Regions from separate parts of the Sus scrofa genome. Here region 2 is linked to region 1. A link is a contact called in public Hi-C data. All regions are on one chromosome and are shown on one strand. Each heading gives the region's core, a stretch centred on a gene start, on an enhancer-like site or on the middle of the called end of the contact. The rest is flanking DNA. Distances are from core to core; before and after follow the strand shown. Region 1 holds the start of TMEM42 (transmembrane protein 42). Region 2 holds the start of EXOSC7 (exosome component 7).

The links. Hi-C and Micro-C count contacts between places; a contact is called where the count stands out from the background.
Region 2: a contact with region 1 is called in a Hi-C map of liver, with 4 times the contacts expected there. The contact joins the promoter of EXOSC7 here to the promoter of TMEM42 in region 1. A contact is called at or near these places in 1 of 47 Hi-C or Micro-C datasets (liver) and 1 of 2 datasets of contacts at active chromatin or transcription factors (alveolar macrophages).

Annotation. Positions count from the first base shown.
Region 1 is chr13:28,043,400-28,047,150 of Sscrofa11.1, reverse strand. TMEM42 (transmembrane protein 42) reads right to left here and starts at 1,781. Exons shown (of 3, transcript XM_021071749.1): 1 at 1,539-1,781. The coding sequence starts at 1,736.
Region 2 is chr13:28,175,137-28,178,887 of Sscrofa11.1, reverse strand. It overlaps EXOSC7 (exosome component 7), which reads right to left and starts at 2,082. Exons shown (of 8, transcript NM_001243824.1): 1 at 2,016-2,082. The coding sequence starts at 2,072. It overlaps ZDHHC3 (palmitoyltransferase ZDHHC3), which reads left to right and starts at 2,155. Exons shown (of 7, transcript XM_021071753.1): 1 at 2,155-2,387.

The DNA.
Region 1 (3,751 bases), core at 532-3,031:
GAAGTTCATTCAGTTCCAGAGGGCCAAGTATCAGTTGGTATGAGGTATGAGTAAATCAGGGGCAGAGTCCTCACTTCCTAGGATCAAGCAAAGCATGTATTAGTCATGCCTCCCCATATCCCGTGCAAGCTACAACCCGCTTAGGCCACTCTCATGGGGCATTTTTGAGCTTTTACTCCATGCCAGGTTATATGCTAAGTGTTTTAAGTACATTTTCATTTATTCCTTAACTTCATTTTACAGATAAATAATCTGAGACATTTAGTAACTTGGCTAAAGTGCCACAGCAGCGGGGAACTGCCAGGCTTCAAGCCTAGGCAGTGTGGCTCCCTGCTCTGAAACAGGATACAGCTGTGCCTAGGAAACCACCACCTGAGACTGTTTGACTGGTAATCCCATGCATCACTTGCAGGACTTGCAGATTTGTTTGCCTTTTTTGTTTTTTAAAGGAGAATCTTGAGGGAAGAGAGGATTTTTAGAAGCCTCCTACATAATCAGATATGCAGACCCTTTGCTTGGTTTTGAGTTATAAACCAGCCTACAGACAGAACTGCTTCCTCTGGGGATGGTGCCCATCTAAACCTGAGACTCTTATTTTCTCATAAGTTTTCCAGTAGCTAAATATACAGTGTCTTGAGGAGGGAGTGTCTCTGTATATTTACACAGAAGCACTACATGCATCAGTGCAGTCCTATATAATACTGACTTACAACGGTCTGGTGCACAACTGAGAAGCCTAGAAAACCTCAAGGCTCATCATTCCTCAGATTACTTTGGAGCAATCCAAGAGTAACACCCAAAAGGATACCAACTTCAAGCATGGCCTCTCCCCCGAACGAGCCCTAAATAGGCTTAAACCTAAAGAATCTGCCTGCCCACTGTCCAGGTCAGGGCCTAACGCTGCGTTGCAGATGCAATGAAACTTCCTCAACAAGCAGAAGCTGGCCTAAGACTTAGGATGGGAGAGGCAAAGGTACACCTTAACAGACGTCGGGAGGCAGCTGAGGAGTTCTCAGCATTGGCAGAATGTCCAGAACGTTTCTGTCTTCCCTTACGCCTAGGATGTCCCAACTCCCAAGTTTCCTGGCAACAGTGTAGACCAGCCAAACACCCGTTACTTACTGAGGAAAAAGATGGGCAAGAGGCTTCTCACCTTATGAGTCACGTGGAGAGAAATGTTCAGGCACAAAGGGCCTAAAATGAGATGTAGAGTGTGGATGTAGGAGGTGTGCATCTTCCCCCGAAAGCGAACTAGCCCAATCGGAGGAGAGATTTTACATCCCTGGTAAGGGAAGCAGGCCTCAATCCCCGACGTCTCTTACCACCTACATTGGACGAGGGTTGGGCTTGACTTCCAGTGGAAGGTTGCTCTCCTGTCACTAATAATTGCACAGCCTGGCCGCGGACGGAGCCGAACAAACCAGTAGAAGTGAGGAAGCCCCAGGGGCCGCCAGCCCCAACTCACCCCGCAGCCCCGCAGTGTCCCTCATCCGCCCGCCCCACCCGCCCGCCATCCTCAGCCGCGTCCCGGGCTCAACCTCGCTGCCGAAGGCCAGCTTGGCAGAGGCGGCGGCCAGAGCCCCGAACGCTCCAGCGCACAGGCAGTTGAATACTCCCCAGAAGCGGCGCCGCATCGCGCCGGCCTGCAGGTGCGGAGGAAATCCGGCGGAGACGTTAGAGTGCGAGGCAGCACACACACCGCTCCCCACAACCTGCGGCCCTCCGGCCACGGCCATGGTGCCCGCCTCCTTCTCTCCGCTCCCCAGCAACGTCAGCCACCCAGGTCGAACGTGCTCTGCGATTGGACCGCGGCCTCACGTGATGAGAAGCTCACGTGATGGGGTTGCCAATTGAGGCTCCGCAAAGGCGTCGAGGGGCGGGGCCGCCGGCCGAACCCCAGGCTGCCTTCTCCCAGCAATGATCCTCCTTCGCCGTCAGGTTTAGTCTTACCTAGGAGCAGTGTTGGAACGATATCCAAGGCTGACTGTGGTATTGTGGTTGCTGTTGTAGAATAACTCTTCGTGGCTTAGCAGTTTCAACCCTTGCCATTTGATGTGGTCCAGCATCGGCTTCCCTGGAATTTGTTTCAAAAGCCTAACCAGGCCCCGCTGCAAGCCCATAGACTCAGAATCTGCGTGTTTTTTTGTTTGTTTGTTTGTGAGTTTTTTTTTTTTTTTTGGTCTCTTTAGGGCCGCAGCCATGTCATATGCAGGTTCCCAGGCTAGGGGTCTAATCGGAGCTGTAGCTGGCTGCCTACACTGCAGCAACAGCGATGCAGTATCCGAGCAGTGTCTGCAACCTACACCACAGCTCATTGCAACGCTGGATCCTTGAACCACTGATGGAGGCTAGGGATCGAACCCTCAACCTCATGGTTCGAGTCGGATTCGTTTCCGCTCTGCCATGATGGGAACTCCAGAATCTGCATTTTAACAGGACAGTGACCTGCATCTTCTAGTTGGACAATTGCAAGATATGGAGATGCTTCGGTAGAGGGCGCCAGAGACCTTGCATACTCAGCAAGAGGACGGGCTCGTTTCAGCTTCTGATAAATCAAATAGTCCACATGGATGGATACATGCTTATTTTAGGAAATTTAGAAAGGTCTGTCTGTCTGACTGTCTGTCTGTCTCTCTTTTTTCTTTTCTTTCTATCAAGGGCCCGCACCCACCGCATATGGAAGTTCCCAGGCTAGGAGTTGAAATTGGGAGTATCAGCTGCTGGCACAGCCACAGCAGCACTGATCTGAGCTGCATCTGTGACCTACTCCATAGCTCACAGTAATGGCAGATTCCTGACCCACTGAGCAGGCTGGGGATCAAACCCGCATCCTCATGGATACTAGTCAGATTCATTTCCACTGCACCACAACGGGAACTCTGGGGCCTTTTTTCTAAACATGATTTCACACTGCATGGCACTCTTTTTTTCCATTCAGTCCTTACTTGCCATCTTCTCTCACAAGGTGGCTTTGTGGCACCAATAAAAACATGGATAACCCTGATAATTCCTATGTGGTATAAACTGTCCTATTTTACAGCTGAAAAAAATCGAGGCTGAGAGGCATCATGCCACTGAACAAAGCCGTGTGAACCCCACCTCAAGGACAATCCCTTGGAAAGCTCTTATGTTAACTTGAAACCTACGGGAAATCGAGTGGTATTTGTTAGAATGGCGGGGAAGGAGGCAGAGGCTGGAGTAATGAGATTGCAAGCAGAGTTTATTAACCAACAAATCAGTTGGGAGCTCTGAGCAAGTAAGACAAACTCCCCCAGTAAGGGAGTGCTTGGTTTTTTTATAGACAGGGGTCGTTTTGTTGAGCCATGTAGTCTGCAGCCTTGGGGCTATCTTTGTTCTAGGGAACTCACTCTGTTACATGAGCCTGTTCGATAAGGAGTCTGCAAGTCTGGATTTAGCTGGGCTATGCTGATTTTTTGTCCTTTTTAGGCTTTGTTTCACTTTACACCTAAGAGTTTGCACTGGATCAATTCTGCATACTTTATAAGGAGTTTTCTTAGAACAAAAGATGCCTCTATTAGCACTACATGTTGAGCTTCTCAGAGTCACTTCCTCTGTAAAGCTGACTTGACTTTGCTCTCTTTGCAACAGTCCCGTGGTTGTACATCTGACTCCATGTTAGCCTGCAAGCTCCTTGAGGGCAAGGGCACATGTCTTTCCTCCCTAGGTCCCTAGTGCCTAGCACAAGGTCTTGTTCTGGTGATGATGGTTGAATTGATACCATCCTTGGAAA
Region 2 (3,751 bases), core at 833-3,332, 130 kb before region 1:
TGGCTGCATTAAAATCCCCTAACGTTTATGAAAATACCTATTTCCAGGCCCCAGCCCCAAAGATTCTGATCCAGAAGGTCCAGTTAAAGCCCAGGAAGCTGTACTTTATGAGTAAAAGGCACTTCAAGGTTTAGGTGTCACTAGGATAGCGTGGACGTTAACAGTATCCTCTTGGACAAAGAGAGCACACATTTAGGTAGTTAAACGAATCCGAAACGATTAAGCCCTAATTCTGGAAATTCTGCAATTTGCCCCCAAATTCCTGAATGTTGTAAACAGAGAAAAAACTAGTTTGATACAAGTTATTAAAACAAAGTTTGTACAAAGAAATGCAAAATAGGGTTCTAAAGAAACCTAGAACCAACCAAGGTAGAAAAATACTATGTAAAAAAACACTATACCAATATATGTCCATATCCTAGTCAAGATCTACAAAAATGGGAGGGAGTTCAGAACTTGCCCTCCCCCTGTTCTGTTTCCCCAACATACTTTCAGAGGACAGAAGAAAGAAAAGTAGAAGTGGGGAGTCTCTTTGGCTTTCCCCTTTGAATTCCTATTTTTAAAAAAGGGCAAGTGGCATGAGAGTCGAGTTAGGCTTTGCAATCAGAAAGATCTGGATTTATATCCCAGCTCTACTGTAAGCATAGAGGGTGGAGGGGGTTGGGGGTTGTCTCTGGAAAAAGAGAGTAAGGCATGGCTTTCTGGACATAAGAGAAGCCATTTTGGCCTAAGTCTTTTTGTAATCTAAGCCTGGCTACAATGCTTGCCCTTGAACAGGTCTCAGTAAATAATGATCTTGAGGGAAAAAAAAGAATGCAGAAACAGGGACTTCCCAATGTGGCTCAGTGTTAATGAACCCGACCAGTATCCATGAGGACGAGGGCTCAGTTCCTAAACTTGTTCAATGGGTTAAGGATCTGGCATTGCAATGAGCTTGCAGTGTAGGTCACAAATTTGGCTTGGATCCAGTGTGGCTATGGCTGTGGCACAGGCTGGCAGCGGCAGCTCTGATTCAACCCCTAGTCTGGGAATTTCCATATGCCCTGAGTGCAGCCCTAAAAACAACAACAACAACAAAATGCAGGACAAAAGAAAAGTAGGAAAGAAACAATAGTTCTGCAGTAAAACAGAGTTCAAGTTCCTCCTCAAGGGATATACATGACAATGTAATATGTACCTTTGAATTGTTCTATAGGAGCTAAAGCCCTCAACCAGATGGAGTACAGTAACTACAGGCTAACACCCCCAAACTGGTCGGAACCTAAGGAACGTTTTCGTTGACCTTTTCTGACCCTCAAGCCTCCTATCAACTAAAGCTTCACCCTATTGATTTTGCCCCAATTCTTGCTGAATTCTCCTCTGCTCAAGCCCCTTCAAATACACATGTGCCCTTAGCTTGTTCCCCAATTTTGCTGTTTGAGACACTGCTTTGGAAAAGATCTCACGGGTGTCCTACTTGCAGCAAGTAATAAATCCTTCCTTCTCTCAATCTTTGTCTAGGTTGTGTCTTTTGGCTCCACACCCACCAAAACGCAAATCCAGTTTTTGGGTAACACCACCACACACTTACTAGGTGACCTTGGACAAGTGACTTAACCTCTCTGACCTCAGTTCTTTATCAGCAGAGATAATACTTACCTTCAGGACTGTTAGAAAGATACGACGAGATAAAAATTATGATAGAATATGTACCTAAAAAATGTGGGACAGCTCAGACCTCGAAGGCTGAGAGGGGATTTAATAGAATCAGGAACTACCCACCACTTCCTACCCTGGTTAGGAACCTTACAGACCCAGAAAGATGCAAGTATGCATATAGGTCTAAATGGATGCTCGCCAACAGGCCCCAAACATGCCCGCGTTGCCAGCTTCAGAATGCACACGCCGGCTGCGAGTGGTTTAATCACAAAGTAAACCCAATCGGCCGCAGTCCTCCCAGGCGAACTGAGAGCGGGAAGCGACCCGCAGAGCCAGGGGAACCCAGCGGGCCGCGCCAATGCAGCTGCTGCCGCTACCTGAACACCATGCACGATGTACACCTTCTCCGCCTCACTTAGAGCCACAGACGCCATGTTGCCGAGCTGCCCCGCCGCCTCACGTCATCAGCCCGCGTCGCCCCGTGACCACGCCCCCGCGCTCACGCGTCATCAGTCTGCGCGGCGGCCGCTCCTGCAGCAGCCGCCGTCGCTACTGCCGGGAGCTCGATGGGCTTCTCCTGCGCGCCGCCCTGTGTCTGGCCGAGTCCAGGGAGCCGCTGCGCCTCGTGCTGGGGAGCCATCGCAGCAGCCCGAGGCCGGGTGCCGGGTCGGAGGCTGCAGGGGGAGGCGGCGGCGGCGGCGGGAGCCTCACCGGGGACCTGGGACTGGGAAACTGCCTCCGGCTTCATGGTCAGTTGGGTGAGGAAACTGGGGTTGAGTGAAAAAGCTGGGGTGAGACGAGAGGAGCGGGCTGGGGCCGGGGCTGGAGGACTCGCAGTGAGAGAGGCGCGCAGCTCAGTTTGCGCAAGGCTGGAGTTGAAGTAGGGCTTGTGAGAGAGAGAGAGATCGACAGACCCTGAATGAGGGAAGGCGGACGTCGTGGTTGGTCTGGGGATTGTCTCTTCGCTCTATCTCCCGCCTCGCTGTCTTGCATTTCCCTAGTCCCTAGGGTGGTGGGGAAGAGGCGATACAGCCCCTATAGGTCGTTCCCGGCCGGAAGGGTCCGGGCCACGAGTAAGTGCTCACTAGTCCCGAGGCGTCCTCACTCACCCTAGGGATTCCTCCTACCCCCACGCCTGCTCTCTGGGGCTGACTACCGAACGCTAGCCCAGAACCTTGCCGAATCCCCTTGCCCTGGGAGGTTGCCGGAGCATTGTCCCAAAGAGAGTAGGTGGGGAGAATCTTGGTAACCGGAGCTGGAGAGGGGCGTAGTGCCCAGTCGTCCCCAGCGCTTCACAGTAGTGGCTGAAAACCCCAGCTTGGTCGTTGAGATCCGTGGACGAAAAATGAGAGCCCCAGTCGTGGCCGAGTAGGAATATGGGCCTTGAATATCTGGAAAGGATACCTGCAAGGTGAATATGGGGTCACTGAAGGAGCCCATTAAGGCGGGGCTAACAGGGCACGAAACATTTTAAAGGAGCCACGTGGATAAATGGGGAAAGTTAACCCAAAACGATGGAAGCAAAAGGTGATCTGATGACTTTTCCAAACGCCCCAATTTTGAGGAACCTACTGTTCTGAAAAGTGAAAGTAACCCTTGATTGCTTGATCTTCCAAAGAACTGTTAGGCATTTTTCAGTAACTTCAATACGGTTGCACAAATAAGTAGTGGGACCTTACTATAGATGGGCTTTGTGCTAGCTTTGGAACACTAGGAAATGAAACACCCCTTCTGCCCAGAGAAGGTCCCTGGGCAGAGGGGGAAGGCTCCAGGGCCAACACAACCACAGAACATGGTGGTTAAGAGCTATGATAGTGGCACCAATGAGCACAGGAAGATAGGGCAGTGGCAGGAGGAGGGTATGGAGAGGAAATACCTGCCCACAATCTTAAGCACTAAACTGCTGAGCCCCACAATAGATGATCACTTCTTAGTAAACTGAACATTAGTTGTTTCTGATGTCTCTACATAGTCATCTGCAGGTGCACCTACAGCGAAGACATCTTGCAGTGTTGGACTTTGCCCTCCAGGGAAACTAGGAGAGTTGAAACCGGAAAGGTTTCCTCCCTAATGAAAGCACAGGTGCCCCACCTGTTGTGTGTGATTAGCTGCC